Regions from separate parts of the Oryctolagus cuniculus genome. Here region 2 is linked to region 1. Evidence: chromatin contacts called from public Hi-C data. All regions are on one chromosome and are shown on one strand. The core of a region is the stretch at or near the end of the contact, and the rest is flanking DNA. Distances in the headings are between cores, read along the strand shown. Region 1 has its middle 71 kb from the start of CCDC54. Region 2 overlaps BBX (BBX high mobility group box domain containing).

What was found. Hi-C and Micro-C count contacts between places; a contact is called where the count stands out from the background.
Region 2: a Hi-C map of an unstated tissue shows a contact between it and region 1, with 2.3 times the contacts expected there. The contact joins two enhancer-like sites. A contact is called at or near these places in 2 of 6 Hi-C or Micro-C datasets (ear pinna and an unstated tissue).

What each region holds. Positions count from the first base shown.
Region 1 is chr4:62,617,481-62,621,537 of mOryCun1.1, forward strand. No RefSeq gene overlaps it. Among named protein-coding and RNA genes, the nearest start is that of CCDC54, 71 kb to the left of the region's middle. Within about 2 kb of position 2,266, at least 3 of the 8 cell types and tissues checked have an H3K27ac peak or open chromatin away from gene starts, as enhancers often do.
Region 2 is chr4:62,771,961-62,776,017 of mOryCun1.1, forward strand. All of the region lies in intron 1 of BBX (BBX high mobility group box domain containing), which reads left to right. Among named protein-coding and RNA genes, the nearest start is that of BBX, 59 kb to the left of the region's middle. Within about 2 kb of position 2,296, at least 1 of the 8 cell types and tissues checked has an H3K27ac peak or open chromatin away from gene starts, as enhancers often do.

The DNA.
Region 1 (4,057 bases), core at 1,016-3,515:
ATTGCACATGAGATGTATACAGTAAGGGCATAAACTTGCTGCTATTACATATTTTTTCATTAGACAATTTTTATCAGTTTAAAAAGCTAATTAAAGATCATTGTAATAGCCAATCTCAAAATTTTTACATTTTTTTACATTTTTATTTTCTTCAAGAAAAAAGCACTTCATTAAAGTTTTTTTTTAATTTCATTCTTTAAAAAATTCTTAACATCCCTAAAAATTGTACATAGGTACGGGATACCAAGTGATGTTGCCACACATAATATAAACTGTGGAATGTCCAATCAGGGTAAGTGTATCTATCTGCTCAAGCATTTAACATTTCTTTACAAAACACCCCGCAAACCCCAATTTCTAGTTCTACATTTTGATAGAGAAATATACAGTACATGTTCCGTAGTCACTCTAACGCACAGCCGAGCCCCAAAACGTCTTACTCCTCTCTAGCTACACTTCAGAGCCTGTTCATCCATCCCTTCCCCTCCCCAGCGCCAGGTAGCCGCCGGTATACTTTCAGCTGCCACGGGATCCACTTTTGGGTTCCTTTCTGAGGGCGCGTGGAACTGAAGAGACACGCTGCCTCCCTCATAGTTCTGATGACTGGAGCGCGGCGGCTCTCCGAGGTAGGTTTTCAGGAAAACGCAGCCAGCCCTTTACGAATCTTTCCAGCTCCGGGCCAATCCCAACCGACGCCTCCCGGTGCTGGCGCGCGCGCGCACACACACACAAACACGCACACACACACACACACACACACACACACACATCCGACTCCTCCTGGTGCTGTCGCGCGCGCACACACACACAGACACACACACAGACACACACACAGACACACACACGCCCTGGCAGAAACCCGCCGAGTCCTCCCAGTTTCCCTTCCGCCAGTCTTTACAGTAATCAAACGATTCCATGGATCAGTAGTTCCCAACTTCTTCTGATGGGAGAAGCTCCTTGACAATTCAGACTAATTTAACAAGCACCCCACCACCACCATCATGCAAATGTAGCCGTACTTTTAAATTGTGTATCGATGGAGAAAACTTAATGATCAAAAACTCCAGTGGATTCTGTGAAGCACTTTCAAGTGGATGTGCGTGCTATCGATCGTCGCATTTCCACACATCTTATTTATGTATACTGCACGCTCCGTGTACGGCTTGGAGCACAGATGGCATCGCCCAGGCCTTGCGCAAGGAGAGCCCGGGGACGCCCAGGGACAGAGGCCGCAGGCTGGCAGCTGCGCGGAGGACGCAGAGGCGCTAGGTGCTGCCTTCCACGCCGGATTCCCAGGAGACAGCAGGGCGCTCTGCCTGCACACTGCCGAGGCATCGTAGCGCATCTGCTGCCCCCTGTCGGCTGTGAGAACACGCACCCGACCCGGGTTTAGAATCCACTGCAGGAGGCCTGGAATAATAGAATCTTCCAGGACTCCGCAGCAGCCGGGGAGAACTCTGAGAGCCTGCCTTCCGCAGCGCCGGCCGCCTCCGGTGGGTGCAGCTGTTAGCAAGTGAAAGCGCGGCTGCCGGCGGCTGCAGGGAACGCTGAGGGAGAGGAGGTGGGCGTTGGTGGGGGGTGTCCGAGACGCAGTCCCGCTTCGATTTAGGTTTTCGCCCTCCCAAGTCGGCAGGCGGAGGGAAATCGGTTGCCCCCCGCCGGCACGAGGCGTTCAGGGGCGCACAGCATGGTGTTTGCCCAAGCCCCTGAGGCTCCTGGCCGCTCCTAGGACACGAGTCCACGGAGCTCGGCCGAAGAGCTGAGGCCGCCCCCTACCCCGCACCGAGAAGCCAGCCTCAGCTTTGTCCAGGAACGCTGCGGTTCCGCCGGTCCTTTCGCTGGCCAGAGGCGCATGCTTCGGGAAAGTAAAACAAATACTGAGAGGGAAGCGCCCGGGTACGGCGCTTCCGCTGATGCCTGTCGGTGTGCAGTTCCCTCCGAGGACTCCGCCAAACTGCCAGGAACACCGAGCGCGCGGGTGCTGGTTCCGCACGCCGCTCTCTCTCCTGTATTGTCATTATTCTCCCCCACCGCATTTCCACCCTCCTCCCGGCACACGCGCCGCACACACACTCGGCTGTACCCTAACTTGTTCCCTCACGTCCATATTTGCCTCGCGCTTGTGGGAAGAAGGTTAAGAGGTGGGCGAAGGAGGGCGAGTGGAAGAGGGACGAGGAGGACAGCGGTAGGACAGGCTTCCAGGCCACAGTGTTTGTAGCGCGGGCTCGGTGGCGGGGCGTCCTCGGGGGCGCAACTCAAAGCTCCCAGTTCGCGCTCTCGGCGCGAGGGTCGGCGCCCTTAATCTGCCAGGGGCAGCCGGAGACCCGGATCCACTCGGTCCCCGACCTCCGCGCCGAGAGGCTGCCCTCCAGTGTCGCTGGAGTCTTCGCTGCCTCCGTTCCTCCTTCCAGCCCAGCCGTGGCGGCACTCGCCGGCCATGGCCCGGCCAAGTCCCCGCTCCGGGGCGGTCGCAGGTGCCCCAAGAGGCTCCCCGCAGCGGGAACGAAACGCGGGGCTGCCCAGCCCCTCCTTAGCGTCCCGCTCGGAGTCTCCGTCACAGGGCGGAGGGCCCCTGGCTGAGGCGCTCCGCTTTCCCGCGGCCTCTGGGCGCGGCGCACAAGGGCGCGGGCGGGCGGGCGGACGGCGGCAGCCAGGAGGCGGAAGGCGCGGCGCGGCCACGGTCACGGCCGCCGCCGGGTCTCGGGCGGAAGCGCGGGCTCCGGGGGGAGGGGCTGCCGCGCCCCGCGGGGGCCCTGGACTGCCGGCGCAGGAGCCCACCCAAGGCAGGGCTGAGTCCTGCTCGGGTTCAGCGGCGACCCCACGTGCCGCGCAGCGAGGCGGAGCCCACAGATGCCCGCCCGGCTGTGCAGACTCTGAGCCGTCTCCCGGGCGCGCAGGGCCCAGCTACGAGGCCGGCTGTGCCGGCGTCTGCCACCTCCAGGACCCGGAGCCGCCAGCTCCAGCCTAACGGCAAGCTGCGACTTCCCGGATGGGGCCATGCTTTTCTTCCAGGACAATCAGGGCTCCTCCCCTCGCGGCAATCTTTCTAGGAGGACACCTCCGCGGATTCCCAGGCGGTCCCCCCCCCCCCCCCCCCGAGACTACACTGGTAACTCCTCTCACGGAAAAGAGCCACACGCTCTTCGGCGAGGGACCACACCCCTCCCCCAAAGAAAACAAACACTTAAGTGTGCATGGATTGTCTTGAGCCGGTTAAGGGGAAATCCAAGTTCGCGGTGTTTTTTTTTTTTTTTTTTTTTTTTTTGCCCCGATTTTCCTGCTTGTTAAAAGTTAAGGTCCTGTTTTCTGCTTGGACAACAGCACGGAAAATGGAAGAGTGGCCTCTTTGTTTGTGATTCGAAATCGACTGTAATGATAGTGACTTAGATAATCCCACGGCATCTTGGAAGATAAAATGGAGATGCGCACCTAGGTGATAGCCATATGTATCACGCTGCCGCTACGACAAGCCCGCCAACAGAGCCCCTCACATTCCTTGCATGCTTCTCTTGAGCCCCCTACTCCAAGGGAATTTTATCACTTAATTATGGTTTAAGTGTCATGAGGCTGACAGTCCAAAAGTAGGCATAATGTAAAATTGAACACAGTATTTAAAAAGTTCTCTCAAACTAGCTTTGTCTTCCTTAGGGAGGTAATTCCTGAGCTAATAACTTTCCCATCTGTGAACAAAAGAAAAAGTTGCTGAAAACAAACAAAAAAACTTCAGTTTTTTTATTCAATAGGTATTTATAGAGCTTCTACCTTCTAACACATGCAGTCACACATGCACCCATCGTGGGCTTCACAAGTGATAAAGGAAAGCATCTGTTGAATGCATGGTGTATGACAGGTAATACGCTTGCTATTTTAAAAGCATTCTATCATTGTACCCTTGCAGGAACAATATGAAGTAGTTAGTGTTATTGTTACTCCTGCTTTGCATATGAGAAAAATGAGATACTGGGGACTTAACCACACTTGTGATAGATCGCCCAGTTAGAAAGTGGCAGAACAGGGCTTATAGGAAGTCCTGGAGTTCAACCACTACACTGTGTCC
Region 2 (4,057 bases), core at 1,046-3,545, 150 kb after region 1:
AGTTTTGCTTTAGAGGTCTTTTGTATGTGTGACAGATGTATGGTGCAGTTAAGCTTGTTTGTGTATTATACGTATATGAAAGCCAAAATTTAAAAGGATTTGTAGAACTAGGAGCAAGGGGACACAAATTGGACAAAACTGTGAATTGAACGTGTATTTACTTTTGACAATTATGTATTTTTGGGGTATAAGTCAAAATTTTAAGGATCCACTGTTTGATCAATTAAACTATCCAGTTATTTTTATCTTGTTGTTACAGGTTTTTGTTTTAGCATTAGCAGTTGTTTTTTTGACTACAAAGAGCTGACCAAAACTATTAACTTCTTTTCTCCCAAAGATCTTTTTATTTTTTTAAAGAATATTTTTACTTGAAAGTCAGAGTTACACAGAGAAGGAGAATCAGAGAGAGAGAGAGAGAGAGAGAGAGAGGTCCTCATTCACTGGTTCACTCCCGAGATGGCCACAACGACCGGAGCTGCACCCATCCAAAGCCAGGAGCCAGGAGCTTCTTCCTGGTCTCCTACGCGGGTGCAGGGGCCATCTTCTACTGCTTTCCCAGGCCATAGCAGAGAGCTGGATTGGAAGTGAGCAGCCGGACTCAAACCGGTGCTCATATGGGATGTCGGCATTGCAGGCAGCGGCTTTACCCATTACGCCACAGTGCCGGCCCATCTCCCAAAGATCTTTATAAACATTAAGCCAAAAGAATATGGTACCCTATTAGAATGGTTTCACACTTAAAAATAAAGAACCTAAGAATCACATAAACACACAAAAAACCAACAATTAAACATGTTTTACTGTATCTCTGAGAGGTGAATAAAATTTGTAGCTATAAATCTTAGTAATAAAAACACTAAAATGGATCCCTAACATACGTGCTCTTTGAAGAGGAAGGAGTGGACGTAGGTCTTTTGGCTGAGTGTGGAGCACAGCATAATTCACCTAGCTAGAGAGTAAACCCACATGTTCAATGTGTCAAAAGAGCATTCCTAAAGGAAACAGTGGTAGAAACAGAAGGGGACACCAAATATGTAACGATATTCTGCTGCTGTCTTCCCAGAAGAGGGATTTGAGGTTTACATTAAGGCTGTATGACTTTGGGCAAGTCAGTTAAACTTGGTAAATCTAAGTGGGGCGATCATAGTACCTGCCTCATTGACTGCTGGGAGTAAGAAATAATGGAATAACAAATAGTGAAATAAAATATGTATATGGCTTCTGTATGTCTTAGCCCAGGGTATTCTCTCAGTAACTAAAAATAAATAAATAGTGGTTCTTATTACTGTAATAAGTTTAAATGAAAATTAATGCAGGATGTTCAGTGATAGTAAATGGAGTGGAAAAGAAATAGGAAATGAGTGAACAGTAGATATCTAGACACCCTAAAGACTTAGCAATTGATGTGATGTGGGTGTTAAAATAAGGGGACACCAGGGTGATGGTTGAATAGCATTGTCCCTTACCCTTACCCAATAAAGTAGAGTTTTCAAAGAAACATCAGTGAGGTAAAGAAGTAGGTGAAAAATATTAATAACATTTTTATGTTTTTATTACACATTTGTTTTAATGTATTTTGAAAATGTTTTTAGGTAAAGGATGCACACACACACACACACACAGACACACACACACTTTTCCTCTCCTGGCTAGCAATTCAAGTTTTTCAGTACTAATTTGTTTGGCTACTCAGTGTCCTCTCTGAAGAGTTAAATGACAAAATTCTTGCTCTGTTTTAAAGAATCAGCACTTCTTTAAGATAAACAGCATCTAGAAGCCTGGCCAGGTACACTCATACACTGTTGAGAGGGAGACATGGGGGGAGCAGTCAGGAAGCATGTAGGTGGGAAGGGTTTCCTGTTTCCAGGCAACAGCGAGGAGCTACAGACGGCAAGCAACTTGAATATAAATTCATTCAGGAGAGGACATTTTACCACCCTGCCTCCTAGGCAGTGGGGGCACAGGCTTGACTCTGGAAGAAAGGGTGGAGCTTAAACTTCGTTTGTCAATGGTCGAAGTTACTAGAAACCCATTTCTCTTTAGGTTCTGTGAGTACAAAAAGTATCACCAACTAGTGGCCAGATTAGAATTTTATAGTGTTTTAAAAATAATAGCATCACATTTCTCTTGCTTCTTATTTTCCAGAAGCACGGGGCTTTCTGAGCCTTCATTTTCCTGTCTGCTTAGAGAGCAGAGGGGCTCATTTGCCCAAGAGCAGGCTCTGTCTCCGCCTGGCTCCATCTGCAGGAAGGAGGGAGAAGCACAGCTCACCGGGCTGGAAAGGGAGGTGCTTCCTCCTCTGCAGAAGCCAGTCCAGAGATTGACAGTGAGCACCGGAGAGAAGTCCCTCCTGTTCCCGGGGTCATGGAGCGTGGGGGCTTGTCCCTTGCTTGTGATACTTCACCTGCCCATGAAACACAGGAAGGTAGCAGGTTGCCAGAGTGGAAGGAGGCATTTGCTGGAGGCAGCTACCTGATTGGGGTGGACTAGTTCCGAGGCTTTTGAGATATTAAGAAAAATTGTTGATTACATATTGCCCCCCCCCCCAACGATTTTGTAGCTGATGTGTAAATTCCATGGACCCCCGAGGGACCCTCTTGTTTTATACTCCAGTCCATTACAGCGTCGGGGGGAGGGATTATGTAGGCTGAGTAGAGGGTATGTGTAGAATGCACACGTCCCTTTTCTCACTTTCACACCGTGTCTCATCGAGAGTTGCTGAGATGAGCTCCTTTGCTCTTAAAATCTGCTTTTCGTTGTTTCATTATACTGCTTATGTTTAATTTTTTCTTGAAAATCTAAGTCAGATGACTGGTGCTGTCGAGAGGTGAGGAAGCACCTGCGCTAGCCCTGAGCTGGGATTTGTCCTCTGCTCAGGCAGGAAGAGAAAAGCGAGTGCTGCTGTTGGAGCCTGCCTGAGCAGTTGCATGTTTTATCGCTGGGTCTGGAGCCTCCGTTAGTGACTTGTGCCCTGACTGTAGCTGCCTTACACCCAGTAGCTGGCTACAGGGCCACAGAAAGAACTGCCCAGACGCTTGAGCAAACACAGGGGGTGCAAGCTTTACATTGGATCCCCTCTTGTCATGTGTGCAAGGATGAATCATTCCGTGAAGGGTCTAATCTGTCTCCTTATTGTCCTGTCTGGAAGGGTCACATTATTTAAGTGTAACTCCTGAGAGCCTGCCAGATACATTCAAACAAATGCTGATGGATGCTCTGCAGTCCCTCCCATCCCAACAGATTTCTTTATGCTTCTTTTTATGTAGACACTTAACCTATGTTGAGGGTGCCTCTTTTATTACCAGAGAGAAGAAGTTTAAGGGATTTAATCCTCCCTGTTTATAATGTTTGTTCCTCCCCAGTTTGGTACCTCCCCCCATCCCCCATTTCTGTTACTTGTGCTCTTAACTGCCTTGTGGGACATTAAGAAAGTACCTATGATAGATTAAGTATCTTTAGTTTCACTCTCATTTTTCTATAAATCTTTAAATCTAGTATTAGGAACATAAGTTGACAAGCTCTGCATTATTTTTGTTAATTATTTCATAGATTTTTTTTTGCATAACTTTGGATTGTATTTGAAAAGCTCATTTTAAATCAGCACAACAGGTTTTAAAAACCAAATAATCATTTATGTAAAAGTTGAGTTACTTATGATATTATATAGGTAGTTATTTGAGTCTAGTTCATTTTAATCATTTGATGTTAGTTATAGAGACAAATTTCAGGTATAGAAAATTATGAAAGATTAATGTAGTAAGAGGAGACTTTTATGCATTGTGCTTTTTTAATGAGAAAATAGAGTTTCACTTATGAGGCATTAATGTTGACTGTTTATGTGATTTTTAAAGATATTGCTTCTGATGCATTTTGGACAGAAGATAATTTTTATAGATAGTTTTTGTTAATTTTTTTCTTATTCTCACCATTTTCTTTGTTACTTTTCTTCAAATGTTCAATTTTGTTATTTATGTAAGTACATTTATGTGATAATATGTGCTAACAATTTACTGTACTGAAGATTCAAAAGATTTCCATTTGGGATTCAGTTGGTAAA